2 separate regions of the Mus musculus genome follow, and region 2 is linked to region 1. Evidence: chromatin contacts called from public Hi-C data. All regions are on one chromosome and are shown on one strand. The core of a region is the stretch at or near the end of the contact, and the rest is flanking DNA. Distances in the headings are between cores, read along the strand shown. Region 1 holds the start of Mast3 (microtubule associated serine/threonine kinase 3). Region 2 holds the start of Ap1m1 (adaptor-related protein complex AP-1, mu subunit 1).

Region 1 (3,956 bases), core at 866-3,365:
ATCTAGAACCCCTCGGCAGAGGACCTGTGAGCAGGGACCCCTGTATGCTCAGCCTTGCCAGGCAGGCACTCTGGATAGTTGCATAGCCCAGTTCTTCAGAGTGGGAAACAGGCCAGGTGGGCTGCTAAGGCATTAGTCTGTGGCTGGGGATAAGGAAACAGCTGTGTATCAGGTGTGTCGTGGAGGTGTGTTCCCAGGCACAACAGTGGTGGGTGGCTCTTCCTGGAGGTGTATGAAGCCCAGGGCTCCATCACCATTTGTGTCCACAGTCAGGAGGCTTTGAGCTCAGTGCTCAGACCTGACACAAGGTGATCATGATCCTCTTGGTCACATGTGGCCACTTCAGGGCCTGTCCTTGTGACTCAGAACTTGGGCTCTAGCCACTCCCTTTCTCCAGGTCTTTCCATGATGTAGTCTTCAGCTTTTGTCCCCTCATGCCACCAGCTCCTCACTAGAGGCTTAACCCTCTATCCCAGCTTCTCAAAGGTCTTTCTTTGCTTTCCAGGACAGACATGGAGGCGCTCTAACACCATCCATGGCTCCCTGTTGCATTTTCAGTGAGCTCCAATCCTTATTGCAGCTGTGTGGTTAGCTCAGCGAGCACCCTCCTCCCCATCTGTGACACTCTTTCCCCATGCCCACTGATTCTCTTCTTTCTCATGGTCAAAATTATTATGTTGCCTGTCTGCTTGCCTTCTTTGCTATTTCTTGAGAAAGAAATATCGTCCAGGCTGGCCTTAAGTTCCTACCTGTACCCCTCAAGTCCTGTGACAACAGGTGTGTGTTACCACCTCCAAAAGTGTGGTGAGGGCTGGGATGGAGCCCTCCATGCCAGGCAAGCATTCTGCCAGCACAGCTATATCCCTCTTTCTTTGAAGTTACTCTTTGACATTCTTCATCTGTCTCCTTATCTGAGATCAAGGACTACCTTGAAGTCACCCCTAGATGTCCCAGAGGCAGGTAAACTGTAAGTGTTCAATAAATGTTTATCAAGTGAATAAATGACTGGATATGGGTTTGTGCTGCAGCCAGCAGCATGGGAAACGCCTGACGTGGCAAAGAGCCTGGAGGAGACGTGGCAGAGTCTCAGAGTGACTTGACAAGGATGAGTTGGGGAAAACCTGGGTGCATGTGCCTCAGTTTCCCCAGCTATCTTCTTGCACCAAATATAGGATCTGAGCTTCAAATCCGAGCAAGGCTCTGATCCGGTGTCTAAAAGTCCAGGGAGTCGGGTGCTGTCAGAATGACCACTGGCTACCTAGGACCTGGGGGAAAAGGACATATTCCTTTGGTTTGTAGTATATATGACTTATCGCCTTTGGTAATGGCTTTCGTGGCCATGCACACTGCGTTCATCGCAGACATCATACAGATGGGAAGGAAAGGGGAAGAGCCAGGCAGGGCTAACACCTCCAAGTCAGAGGGCAGACCCGTCACAGCCTGCACTACTAGCACCGCCAAAGCTCTACTCCGCCGTCCAGGCCCTAGCAACGCCCCACCTGCTTGTTGTGGCCCTAGCGACGCCCCGCCCTCACCGCGCAGTGCCCTAGCAACGGCCAGGTAGCCCCGCCCCCCCAATGCTCAGAACCATAGCAAAGCCCTGCCTGGGCTGCTGAGGTCCATAGCAACGCCTCGCTCTCCTGTCAGGGTGCCTCTCCTGGTGCTTAGAGCTCTAGCAACAACCTGCCTGTGTTGCTGAGGTCCATAGCAACGCCCCGCCCTTGCTACCTAGAGCCCTAGCAACGGCCAGGTAACCCCGCCCCCTATGCTCAGAACCCTAGCAAACCCCTGCCTGTGCTGCTAGGGGGCCTAGCAACGCTCACGTTAGTCCCAGAGCCCTAGCAACGTCCACTACGCCGCGCCGATCTGCTCGGGGCCCTAGCAACGCCCCGCGCTGTCCCTCAAGGCCCTGGCAATGCTGGGCACCGACAGGCGGGTTCTAACTGCGCTCCATCCCAGCGCTTCCGGCAGAGCTGTAGCAACAAAAGCTCCTTAGTTGGGGACCCTAGCAACGCCCCGCCTAGCACTGTAGCAACGCCTCGCCCCCCTTCCTCCTCCATCACGACGCCACGCCCCCTCAGGCTCCGCCCCGTGACTGGGCGGGGCTCCCAGCCGGGCTTCCTCCTTGCTACCGCGCGCGCTCCTTGTTGCCCGCGGCCACTGGGCCGCTCTACGGGGCTCAGGCCGAATCCGGCCGATCTGGCCGAGGCCCGGGCAGACGGAGGGCGGCAGCATGTCCGACCCCAGCTACTGGACCGCGGTCGCGGCCCCGGGGCACCGCAGCCGCCTGGCCAAGGGTGCGCTGCTACAGCGTTCCAAAAGGTAGGGACGGCTTGGGGCGCAGGGTCTAGCTGTGGACGCCGGTATTTGAACTTGGGACTCGGGCCTTGCAAAGCGATGAATTTGGGAAGAATGAAGCAGTCTGTTCTGGACACTCAGCGGAAATGTTGGCGCAGATGCAAATACTCATGGCCCAGACTGACGAGTGGGTGGCAGGTCTACAGCCAAGAAGGCATGCTTCTCCTCGGCCCAGGTCCTCCTTTGCAAGGCACAGAGGCCAAGAGAGATGGTGCCTCAACTGTCGACCCAGGTTCTAATTGTAAGATAGCTTTTACCGTGCGGTGTGACTCCAGGTAGTTCTTCAACCTCTCTGTGCTTGTGTTTCTCTGTATTTAGGTTAGCATAGTTGGGAAAAGTCTGAGATGCAAGGACCCTGAGTGCTCGATCCAAAGCTTCGACTGGGCCTTGAGATAGTGTGGTGCCTACCATGGCTTACAGGCCTTTTAGAGCAAGGAACAGTGTAAGCAGTTGGCATTTAATGTGTGCTCAAGTGAGATGATCCAGGTTCTCTGAGGCGTCCAATATGGTTGTTTTCAAGGTCTTGTCTAAGCATAAGGGAAAGGAACCAACCAGTCTCATTGGCTACCGGTGCAGGACCATGGGACAGCAGGGCAGGGAGAGGATGTGGCTGCCAGTGTGTGTCGTGTGCAGAGGGGGGGCGACAGGAAGTCTTGCAGGGCCCTTTGGGTTCCGCTTCTGCACCCACACTTCAGCCTAGGGGGCAATTCTTTACCCTCTTGGTAGCTGGTAGCCCCGATTTCCCTGTGTGAAGAGCAGGTACAGTTGGTGGGTCCCCCAGCTCAATGCTGGTTTGTACTGTGTCCACACCTGTGGCTTAGCTGACTCTGGGGGCGTGGCCTCCTGTAGGCAGGCTCTTAGAGCATAGGTCCCCCAAGGCCAGCTTCACAGGGTGTGTTGATTTTGTGCACCTTCTGGTTGTCCTGATGGGGAAAACAGAGCCTCCTGCAGCAACAGACAGGCTGGGCTCAGCTCCCTAAAACCTATGCCCTTTGCTGCCTGCGGCACCTCCTATCTTGGCCTGCAAACTGCCCTTCTGTTACCCAAAACCCTCCCTGCCTCCTTAGGGCCCCTCCTGTCGCTCCCTCCCTGACACTTTTACAGAGCTGCGTTGGTGGAGGGCTGTGTGGGCTGCTCTCCTTGCCTTCAGTCAGAGCCGCCGTTGCTGGGTGACTGTAGGGGGCTGGGAAGGAGGGCAGGATCCCTGTGACTTCAACTCTGCCAAGGTGGAGGCGAAGCTCAGGGTCTGGTGGGCAGAACGGGCCAGAGACCTGGGCTGGGGGATCAGGGCAGGTGGGCCGAAAGGGACATGGGTTTGTATGTAGCCCACACTGTAGCCCCCAATTCAGAGACTGGATTGAAGGGGTGTGATACCACAGACTGAAGCATTAGCTCTTTGGCAGGATCTTGGGAAGGTAGGGACAGCAGGTTCAGGGACAGGGAGGGGGAGTGGAGCTGGCTTCCTACAACCACAGCCTCTGGGCATCTCCTGTCTCCACCAGACATCTGGGTGTGCCTGGCTGCCATCATGGTGTAAGATGAAAGGCCAGGGGCTGGGAAGGAAGAAGTCAGTGTGTCCTAGTCACCTGACAGTGTCC
Region 2 (3,918 bases), core at 964-3,463, 1.4 Mb before region 1:
AAGGCTCAGACTGCCCAAGGTGCTGAGCCAAGGTGCTTGTCTATGATCATACAGCTCAGCTGCGGAGATTGGCTGAATCCACATGTAAATATGGCTCTACAGCTTCAGCCCAGGATGGGTACTTGCTTGTGCCAATGAGATGTTTGCTAAAGGAACAAGCAAGCCACGACAGGCAGCCCACTGTACCTCTAGGCCAGGTTGGAAGGCAGAGCATATGTCATGAGACCTAGGGAACACTGCCCCTACCCAGCTTCCCAGAAGGCTGTGGAGGAGGCCCAGGTCTGGAACTCACCAGTTGTCGATCTTGGGTGACATACAAGGCAGGTACACACTCAAGGGACTAAGGAAAACGTGGAGGGTGGGGCTCTTCTAAGCTCTAGCTCTTCCATGTAGACTGGACATCAATGTTCTTTCACTGCTAAATGTTGGACTTGTTTACTGTGGCTGGACCTGTTCTGGTAGCTTCCAAACATAAGAGGCTGGCCACTTGCCTTCCACTCTGACAGCCTGAGGTAGAGCGACAGACAGTGCCTTTCTTAAGGCTAAATGTGCCTTCCTGGAAGAGGCTTTTGCATAGAGTACACTGTGGCTGCCTGACAGAGAGCTTGTTGTTCTAGGCTCTATCCTCAGCACCACAAAACCATCCATTATGCTAGGGAGACAGCTCAGTCTGTATTTTCCAAATATCCGACCTGAACTCTATACCCAAATCCCAGGTAACAGCCAGGTGCTTACCAGGTGGTGGTGGCAAATACCTTAATCCCAGCACCTGGGAGGCAGAGGCAGGTCAGTCTCTAAATTCAAGGCCAGCCTGGTCTACAGAGTGAGTTCCAGGACAGCCAGAGCTACACAGAGAAAACTTGTCTCATAAAACCAAGAGAGGGAAAAAGTCAGATTCTGCTGGGAAGTACAGACAGGCAGATCCATGCGTTTTAACGGTTCAGGCAGCCTAGCTCAATCAGTCTAGTGACCCGAGTTCGATAACAAGAGCCCATGTAAGAGTAGCAGGGGTCTCCTTCCTCCACACACCCGCAGAAACACACAAATGAAGATTTCTTTCTCAGATAACGCTGGGCAAGATGCCAGGGTCCTGTTTCTGTGCAGGGCCTTCATGTCTCAGCAGTCTTTGTTATTCCCAGTCAGGATAGCTCTCCCTGATTCTTCAGTTGCAGCTGCTAGTCCATTATGAAGACATGGCCCCAATAGGTATTCATCTATTTCTGTTTTTTCCAAGTGACTAAGTTGAGCTATGACAGATTAGGCTAACCCACGGTGGCCCTGGGCTTAGCACCTGCCTGGCGAGGATGCTTCCAGGCCGCTACTTCCCAGTAATCAGTGTGACTCTAGGCACTGTTTCCCCCTCTAAAACCACACTTTTGTTTGTTTTTGTTTTTCGAGGCAGGGTTTCTCTGTATAGCCCTGTCTGTCCTGGAACTCACTTTGTAGACCAGGCTGGCCTCGAACTCAGAAATCCGCCTGACTGCCTCCCGAGTGCTGGGATTAAAGGCGTGCGCCACCACGCCCTTCTTAAAACCACACTTTTATCATCCGCTTCTCTTAATGTCATAGGAAGCTCAGTGGCTCTAGGGAACGCTGAAGCCTGTGGAGCGAGGGACCGACCTAAGGCCATAGTTCCCGCCACGCCTCTGGCCAAGGGTCGCACGGTCCCCGGGGCGCAGGGTCCTGCTACAGGAGTTCGCAGGAGAAGCTAGAGTCCGGTACCCAGGCGAACAAAAAGGGAAAGGGGCAAAGCGGACAGTTACCTAGCAACCGCAGCCCACCAAGTTGGCTAGCAATGGGGCGGGACTCGCGGAAAGACCACCGCCCATTTCCTAGTAACTTGGTAGGGCTGGCAAGTGAGGCTGCCCCGCCTGCCTGACGCCCTAGCTGGGCTGGTCGGCCAGTTGCCTAGCAACAGGGTGGGTCCTGACAGGGCGAGGGCCCGTTGGTTGCCTGGCAACGCGGAGGGTGGCGAACCCTTCAGTACCTTGCCCTTCAGATCCAGTACGTAGACGGCGCTGGCGGACATGGCGGCTTTGGAAGGTCTCGGCAGTAGCCGAGGGCGGCGGCAACGGCAGGAACTGCGGGCGTTCAGCAAGGCCCGGCGCGCCCCGAGACACTTCCCCTCCACTTCCGGTCCATGAAGCAGCGCGTGGACCGTTATGTCCGGTCTGAAGGGAGCCGCAAGTGCGCAGGCGCGTAACTGAGTGCAAGCGCAGTAGGAACTTTTTGGCAGTATTTTTCACCCATAGCTCAAACGGGCCGGAAGTCAGGGGGCGTGGCCTTCCTGAAGAGCGGGGCCTGGAGGACCAGGGCGGGGCAGCTTTGTCATTACTCCTTGTACCTGAAGGACTAGCTGTGGAATGAAGGTGGACGCTTCCAAGCCTGTTGCTGTGAGAAGACGCTGAAAGCGGAACCGATTTGGAGTTGAGCCTTTTTTTTTCTTTTTCTTTTTTTGTTTTTTCGAGACAGCCTTGCTTTCTGCAGAAGTCAAGTAAACTAATATCCCGTCACTGACTGTGACTCGCCGTTAGGTGGCGCTTAAAGGAAGTCAGTCTCCCAATGGCAATCCAGCCTTATCAGCAATCACTTGTCACTGTCAACCTCTCAACTGACTGGGCTTCACCCGTCTTGCCCCAGTGAACCCAGGGTAGCACGTGTGTAACTTAGCCTGTGCCTAATTCACAGTAAGGCTGAGCCGGGCGTGGTAGCTAGCGCACGCCTTTAATCCCAGCACTCTGGAAGCAGAGACAGGCGGATTTCTGAGTTCGAGGCCAGCTTGGTCTACAAAGTGAATTCCAGGACAGCCAGGACTATACAGAGAAACCCTGTCTCAAAAAAACAAAACCAAAGTAAGGCTGATTAAATTTTAATTCTGCCATTCTTCTTTTTTCGAGACAGGGTTTCTCTGTATAGTCCTGGCTGTCCTGGAACTCACTTTGTAGACCAGGCTGGCCTTGAACTCAGAAATAAACCTGCCTCTGCTTCCCAAGTGCTGGGATTAAAGGCGTGCGCCACCACCGCCCGGCAAATTCTGCCATTCTTAACCACCTTTCTGCCACCGAGAGATCAAAGGAGCCCATCAACACTCCTCCCCGCCCCAAGGGCTTTTTTTTGTTTTTTACTTTGTGTGGTTTTTTACTTGTGTGACACATAGTGAAAGATTCCCGAAGGGAGACCCTTACTCAGACACTTAAGTCCCGGGACAGCCGCGTACCCAAGAAGACACTGAGACCATACATAAAATGTAGAAGGTAAGATTTAATAAAGCAGCGACATGAAAGCACACAGACCAGAGCTCTGGGGTCGAAATAAAGCAGCAACATGAAAGCACACAGAGCTCTGGGGTCGAAACTCATACACCTTAGCACAGGGTAGAGGAGTCTCGACAGTCAGCCAAAATTTTTCACAGGCTTATATAGTAAAACTCAAAGGGGGAGAACTGGGCAGGAAAAGTACAAGTTTACATCACTAGGGAGTTCTGCCAAAGGAATCTAGGTAACTAAGGAGTCATGTCCTATCAAGGAATCTACGTCAGGAGGCCTTTATCTCAAAAATGTTCTTGGAACAGTTTTTTCGAACTTTAGGGTGAGGAGTTTTGGGGTGAAAAGTTTAGGAGTGTTCCGAGAACAATCTCTAGATGGGAGGGGGTGGGCTCCGAGGTAAAAAATTCATGTTCTTACAAGAGGCCAGTAATTTTTCATTCTTCATTCCCCACTTCTTCTTGTAAGTAATTCTAATCTTAGAATTTCAGAAGTCTATATCTCTATGTGGAGAATACTGCATTTACTCTATCTTTAACATGGGAACAACAACAGAATAAGGCAGATTAGTAAACAGAACTAGGCAGGGACCCTTCTAGTGAGGCTTGAGGGTCTCAGCATGACGCAGGTGTACGCAGATCAGATCTCTGGCTGG

Evidence for each region. A called contact is a pair of places that touch in the nucleus more often than the background predicts.
Region 2: a Hi-C map of round spermatid shows a contact between it and region 1, with 5 times the contacts expected there. The contact joins the promoter of Ap1m1 here to the promoter of Mast3 in region 1. A contact is called at or near these places in 2 of 39 promoter capture datasets (liver and pre-B cells) and 1 of 484 Hi-C or Micro-C datasets (round spermatid).

What each region holds. Positions count from the first base shown.
Region 1 is chr8:70,790,592-70,794,547 of GRCm38.p6, reverse strand. It overlaps Mast3 (microtubule associated serine/threonine kinase 3), which reads left to right and starts at 2,115. Exons shown (of 26, transcript NM_199308.2): 1 at 2,115-2,322. The coding sequence starts at 2,234.
Region 2 is chr8:72,238,313-72,242,230 of GRCm38.p6, reverse strand. It overlaps Ap1m1 (adaptor-related protein complex AP-1, mu subunit 1), which reads right to left and starts at 2,213. Exons shown (of 12, transcript NM_007456.5): 1 at 1,988-2,213. The coding sequence starts at 2,029. It overlaps Gm51536 (a long non-coding RNA gene), which reads right to left and starts at 286. Exons shown (of 2, transcript XR_003947404.1): 1 at 1-286.